2 separate regions of the Mus musculus genome follow, and region 1 is linked to region 2. The links are chromatin contacts, called in public ChIA-PET maps. All regions are on one chromosome and are shown on one strand. Each heading gives the region's core, a stretch centred on a gene start, on an enhancer-like site or on the middle of the called end of the contact. The rest is flanking DNA. Distances are from core to core; before and after follow the strand shown. Region 1 overlaps Sass6 (SAS-6 centriolar assembly protein). Region 2 has its middle 16 kb from the start of Gm40125.

Region 1 (3,049 bases), core at 524-3,023, 190 kb after region 2:
AAATACTTGAAGAGAAGAGAAGCTAGCATTCCTTTACGCGGACTTAGCCAGAATCTGTTGAGTGACTCAGGTGAGGAGACCTGTGACTGAGTGAGTGGAGTGGTACAGTGTGGATCATTACATGTGCTTAAAGCAGTGACATGCTACGTGCTTTGTCTCTTGCAGACCATCAGAAAGACGGCATGCTGGGAGCGTTCCAGCTATCTTCCAAACCCACCGTTCTCCCCTCCTCGTCTTCAGCCTACTTCCCTGGGCAGTTACCAAGTAGTTAATCCAACACCTTTTACTGCTCACCGACAGTTTAGGAATTCAAGTGATTTAACAGACTATTGATAACAAAATCAATTTTTTTCTGGTTCCTGTTAGGTCATTTGGATCCTTTATAATACTGCTGCCATTTACAAATTTAGGAAATTGATAAGGATGCTGAGTAAATGGTATTTTTTTTTCTGTGAACAAAACAGAATGTTTCAAAAAGTCACTGGATTGTATCAGATTCTTACCAGTTGGTCTGCTTAGGGACACTTTATCAAGATACACCTGCAGGGAATATAAACTGAAGACTTGTGATTCATTCGATCATTTTTATTGTAAAAAAAAAAAAATCTTAATCTGCCACCTGAGAGCTGGGAGAGCTTCCACCTGTGACCATTGAGCCTTACATTGACTTTACATTCAGTTCTCATACAACTTTCAAAGTTTTTTTTTTTTTTTTTTTTTTGAGACAGGGTCTATTATTATGTAGTTCAAGCTGTCCTGGAACTGGCTATGTATGTAGACCAGGCTGGCCTCAAACCCAGATCCACCTGCCTCTGTGTCCCAAGACCTAGGACTAAAGCTGTGTACCCACCAAGCCTGAGTTACACAATATATTTGGTTTATAATTTCTCCTCCCAGATGGTCTCCAGTTTCCTACCCACCCAATTTTATGTTCTTTCTCCCTTAAAAAAGAAAATAAAAATAACCAATCAGTAAGATAAAAATATCAAACCAGCCGGGCAGTGGTGGCGCACGCCTTTAATCCCAGCACTCGGGAGGCAGAGGCAGGCGGATTTCTGAGTTGGAGGCCAGCCTGGTCTACAGAGTGAGTTCCAGGACAGCCAGGGCTGTACAGAGAGACCCTGTCTCGAACCCCCTTCCCCCCCCCCAAAAAAAAAATCAAACCCAAAACAGTGTATTCGACCTTGTGCTAGTCAAGTCCTGGGTATGGGCATTTGGAGTTTGGTTGATGTACCTAGTGACACTCTTAAGGATTTTGAGTGAAATTAAGTATTCATAGTGAGTAAATCATTTTCTCTGAAATAATTTTTATATAAAAATCATTGGGACAGTGTATTTACATGACTGAAGTGCTTTAGTCATCTGGGCATTCCATAAAGATCATCAGTGTAATAACACCATAAAAGTTCATGGGACTTTTTATAATATTAAAATTTGTCATCAGTGTTAATAAAGCAGGAGGAGAGTTAACTATTGGAAATTACAACTTCCTCACTATTAAAAACTTCCAAGAACTATTCCTTTGAAATTAAGTAGTTTTAAAAAACAAAATGAAACAAAAAACCAAAAACAACCCTCTATAATCTTAGAGGTCTAATTTTGTTTTCTTGTTGACAACCACCCAAAGGAAATTAAAATTCCAAGACCCCAAAAATCTTATCTGTAAAATGTTAACAATCATGTGATATTTTAAGTTTCAAGGGGCTGAAGAGATGGCTTAGTGATGATCGGCACTAGCTACTCTTTTCAGAGGATGTGGGTTCTAATCCCAGCACCCACATGACAGCTCACAATTTTGTCACCCAGAGTGCATCAGGCATGCATGTGGTTTCTAGGCAAAACATTTATACACATTTTTTTTCAAGTACTTTACACTGTTGCAGACATTTTGAGACAGTGACGTAGAATCTTTAGCCTCACTTTCAGGATGATGGCTATTGCTAGCTGTCTTCAACGAGGGCTGTTATCACAGTTCAGTGATGGGAAGAATATTGCTATAACTACTTGAAAGCACTTATTCTGGAAAGAAGTCTCTCTATGCAGCACAGGACTGTTGTAAATACTATAGAATAAACCTAAGAGCTATGGCAGCCTTTGGAAAGGGATACAAGACATATATAGCTTTTTAGAAGAGATACCCTCCCCTTACTATTTATAAACCTGTTTCCACGATAGGACAGCTCATTTCCACGCAGGGTGTTGGTGACCTGTCTCTGTGCTAAGTGTCCACACACACAGATAGCGCCAACTCTCTGCTCTACCTCTTCTGCTTTTGTCTGAAATTGTTTTGTGTTGTATAACTGTACATGTGTTAACCATCAGAATGTTGCTTTTTGCTATTTCTGAAAGCTGTGACCTTTGTCAATAAAGCACTGAGGCTTGAGCGTTTTATATGCAAGAAGCATGTTTAGGAAATAAAAGACTAACTGTGCTTAGGAAATCAAGCATTTCCGGTTGACCTACACACTTCGTTATTTTTATCTTCAGGCTTTTTGTTTTGTTTTTGGTGAGGTGAGGTGAGGGCAGCAAATGGATTGCAGAAGGTAAGTTAAGGTAAGAGGATTTGTTACTGTAACAAAGCCTAAACCGGCCTTACAGGGAGGGACTCACAGATCAAGACCTTTTTAAAAAGAAAAAAATCATTAAAATATTTAATTTTATTAACAGAATATTTACATTTGAGACCTTATTTAATCATAGTGAATGCTCCAAGTTTAAAAAGCATTAGGCAGTAACCACACACAAGATGAAAACAGTGTAAACTATACAATACTTTATGTACATTTTTACAAAGTAACACTTTTTTAAATAATATAACTGGACACAAAAATATACACTTTAGAGAAATTCACATCAGTAATTGTATAAAGCTCTCTTCTAGGGTCCTGAAAATTTAGGACAAACATTAGCTCTGTAAATAAAGTGTTACTGTGACAGTCCTGAAAGGCCACTATATATATTTATCTACATATAGATATCACATTGACATTTTCAAGGCTACCAGCTTTACTATATAATTTTTAGATTATGTATTCAAGTGTTGAGGTCC
Region 2 (2,760 bases), core at 32-2,531:
ACAGACAGTTGGAGACAGGAATCAGGAAGATATGGAGAAGCAAGGAATTTCCACACCCTCTCTGGTACTCCACCCTCCCAGAATATTGAGTCTTAGAGCATCACTGAACTTTAGATGATACTTAAATATGAAGAGACTTAACTCAGGTTCCCCAAGAACAAAGATTCAAGTACAAGAAATTTATTGGGGAATTACAGGCAACAGCATCTGGAGAGAGGAGATGAGGCCAGGAAGGAAGAAAAGGCAATCAATGGAGGATGTTGTCTTTGAGCCTAGAAGCCATTGTGAAGGACAAACTTATTTCCCATGGATACACTGCACAATGGTATACATAATAAATACACTATAAAACCAGGACCTTAAGCTCCACCCACCTCCCCTTCCTCAATATAAGATGGGAGGTTTACCTACCAGCTCCCACCACCCATTGGTTGACAGCTGCTCCCTGGGATGTTATCCTGGCACTTCTTTTTGTTGCATGTATGTAAGAGTCCAAAAACAAAAAATAACCCCAGGCATAGAGGGATACAGGTATTGGCAAGCCAGAAGGGGCTATGCATTTTATCAAAGATAACAGAGAAGTATGGTATTATAGCTGAATTTACTGAATATAAGAGACCCCAGATTCAAATCCCAGCACCAGAAAAAAATTAAAAATTATACTAAGCATCTCTAGATTATTCAAATAAAACCCTCTCTAGATTGGGGTGATATCTCAGTTGGAAAGTGTTGCTGCTCAAATGACCACCATTCCCAAATTCAGTTTCCAGGACCCACCTTAAATAGCCAGGTATGGTGGCACACTTATAATCCAGTGCTAGGGCCACCAAGAAGGATCACTGGAGCTTGGTGCCATACCTAATCTATGGGCCAGGTCCTAATGAGAGACCCTATAAGAAAAACAACAAAACAAGGTAGACAGAAGGAGGGACACCCAGGTTGTCCACTGGTTTTCACATGCATCCAGGTATAAACTTACTCCGTGTGTGTGTGTGTGTGTGTGTGTGTGTGCGCGCACGCGTGTGTGTCCCCAGATGCTCAGGCAGTCACCAGCAGCCCCTGCTAATCCCCCATAAAGTCTGATTCTTCATTTTACATGACTTACAAGAAGCAACACTGAACCCTTGTTCTCCCCATTCCGATCACTCTCCTCGGCTTCCCCAGTTAATCTCCTGCTTCCCTTTCTGCCTCGTGGACTCGGCTTTTCTAGGATCTGCTCCTTCTGAGAGTCCCTCAGCTCTCTGAAACGGGAGCACCCACACCTCGGAGTGTGTGTGTTTCTGCCTCAGCCACTTCCTTTTGTATGGCCTCATCTCATCCTGTGGCTTTTGACTATGATCTCTATGCCGCCTTGCAACTTTTTTTCCTCCAAGCCCCAAACTTCTGGTGTTAAAAATAAAAACTTAATCCCTGTACAATCACCATCGTATTTGATTGACATTGTGCTTTTCCAGTGCCTTGGGCCTTAGCCATTGGATTTATCCTTAACACCTCTCTTTCTGTCACATGACACATTGAGTCTGCAGCATACCCTGCAACCTGTGCCTTAAATATATATGCAGAGCTAGAAACAGTAGCTCTATAATCCCAGCCCCTGGGAGGTAGAGGCAGGAGGATCAGAGTTCAAGGTCAACCTTAGCTAACCAGTAAGGGTCTTAATTACTTCTCTATTGCTGTGATAAAATACTATTACCAAGGAAACTTAGAGAAGAAAGTTTATTCTGGGTTTATGGCTTCAGAGGGTAGAGTTCATGACAGCTAAGCAAAGGAATAGTTCAGAGCTCACATCTTGAGATACAACCATGAAACAGGGAGAGAGAGAAACAGAAAGAGAGCCAGACAGTCTGACAGACAGAGAGACAGGCAGAGAGACAGACAAACAGAGAGACAAAGAGACAAAGAACATGAACACCAGGGATCTTTCAAAACTTCAAAGCCCATCCTTAGTGACTTAGCTTCTCCAACAAGGCCATACCTCTTAGGAGCCTATGGGCTGGGGGTGGCAGCCAGTCTCATTCAAACCACCACAGTAAATGTGAGGTGAGTTTGTGCTGCAAGAAACTCTGTTTCCTCAAACAAAAATATGTTCATAATTGGGATGGTTCTCCAGCCATTATTCCATCAAAGCCACTACCATCTCCTATATAACTAGAGCAATTCTCTAGCTAGCTTCCCTCGGGGCAACTATGAGCATTCCAGAATCCTGCCAAGCTTTAGCGATTCTTTGCTTTAATAGTATCCCAAGTCATTCAGAGGAAAAGTCAAAATCTTAATACTGCAATATAAGGCAGTCTTAAGATAATACCATGCCGGGCGTGGTGGCACACGCCTTTAATCCCAGAACTTGGGAGGCAGAGGCAGGCTCATTTCTGAGTTTGAGGCCAGCCTGGTCTACAAAGTGAGTTCCAGGACAGCCAGGTCTATACCGAGAAACCCTGTCTCGAAAAACCAAAAAAAAAAAAAAAAAGATAATACCGTATCTCAGCATCATCCAATCCCGCTGTCTGCCTCTATTTCTCTTCTTGCCTGCCACACTGGTCCTTACAGTTTCTTGAACCTTCTAGCCCCTCCTTCCTTGACTTCTTACCTCAGTGCTCCCTTGCCAGGGCTCACTCACTCACCTCCTGTACGTCTTGACTCAAAAGTCACCTTCTCAATGAGGCCTCTCCTTCACGCTTCTAAAGTCAGACATCACGCCCACACTGCCGCCACGATCTCTCACATAGCACTTATGTCTCTAAAACTCTGGGTATTTTACTT

What was found. ChIA-PET counts read pairs in DNA pulled down with a chosen protein or histone mark.
Region 1: a contact with region 2 is called in an RNA polymerase II ChIA-PET map of effector CD8 T cells, with 9 read pairs. The contact joins two enhancer-like sites. A contact is called at or near these places in 3 of 39 promoter capture datasets (the 3T3-L1 cell line, the HPC-7 cell line and liver), 2 of 115 datasets of contacts at active chromatin or transcription factors (effector CD8 T cells and memory CD8 T cells) and 2 of 9 other capture datasets (adipose tissue and pancreatic islet).

Annotation. Positions count from the first base shown.
Region 1 is chr3:116,628,543-116,631,591 of GRCm38.p6, forward strand. It overlaps Sass6 (SAS-6 centriolar assembly protein), which reads left to right. Exons shown (of 17, transcript NM_028349.3): 16 at 1-70; 17 at 166-2,444. The coding sequence ends at 272. It overlaps Mfsd14a (major facilitator superfamily domain containing 14A), which reads right to left. Exons shown (of 12, transcript NM_008246.2): 12 at 2,622-3,049. Among named protein-coding and RNA genes, the nearest start is that of Trmt13, 15 kb to the left of the region's middle. Within about 2 kb of position 1,774, at least 8 of the 459 cell types and tissues checked have an H3K27ac peak or open chromatin away from gene starts, as enhancers often do. A contact at or near this core is called in effector CD8 T cells and memory CD8 T cells, where this site is marked.
Region 2 is chr3:116,439,035-116,441,794 of GRCm38.p6, forward strand. No RefSeq gene overlaps it. Among named protein-coding and RNA genes, the nearest start is that of Gm40125, 16 kb to the left of the region's middle. Within about 2 kb of position 1,282, at least 51 of the 459 cell types and tissues checked have an H3K27ac peak or open chromatin away from gene starts, as enhancers often do. A contact at or near this core is called in effector CD8 T cells and memory CD8 T cells, where this site is marked.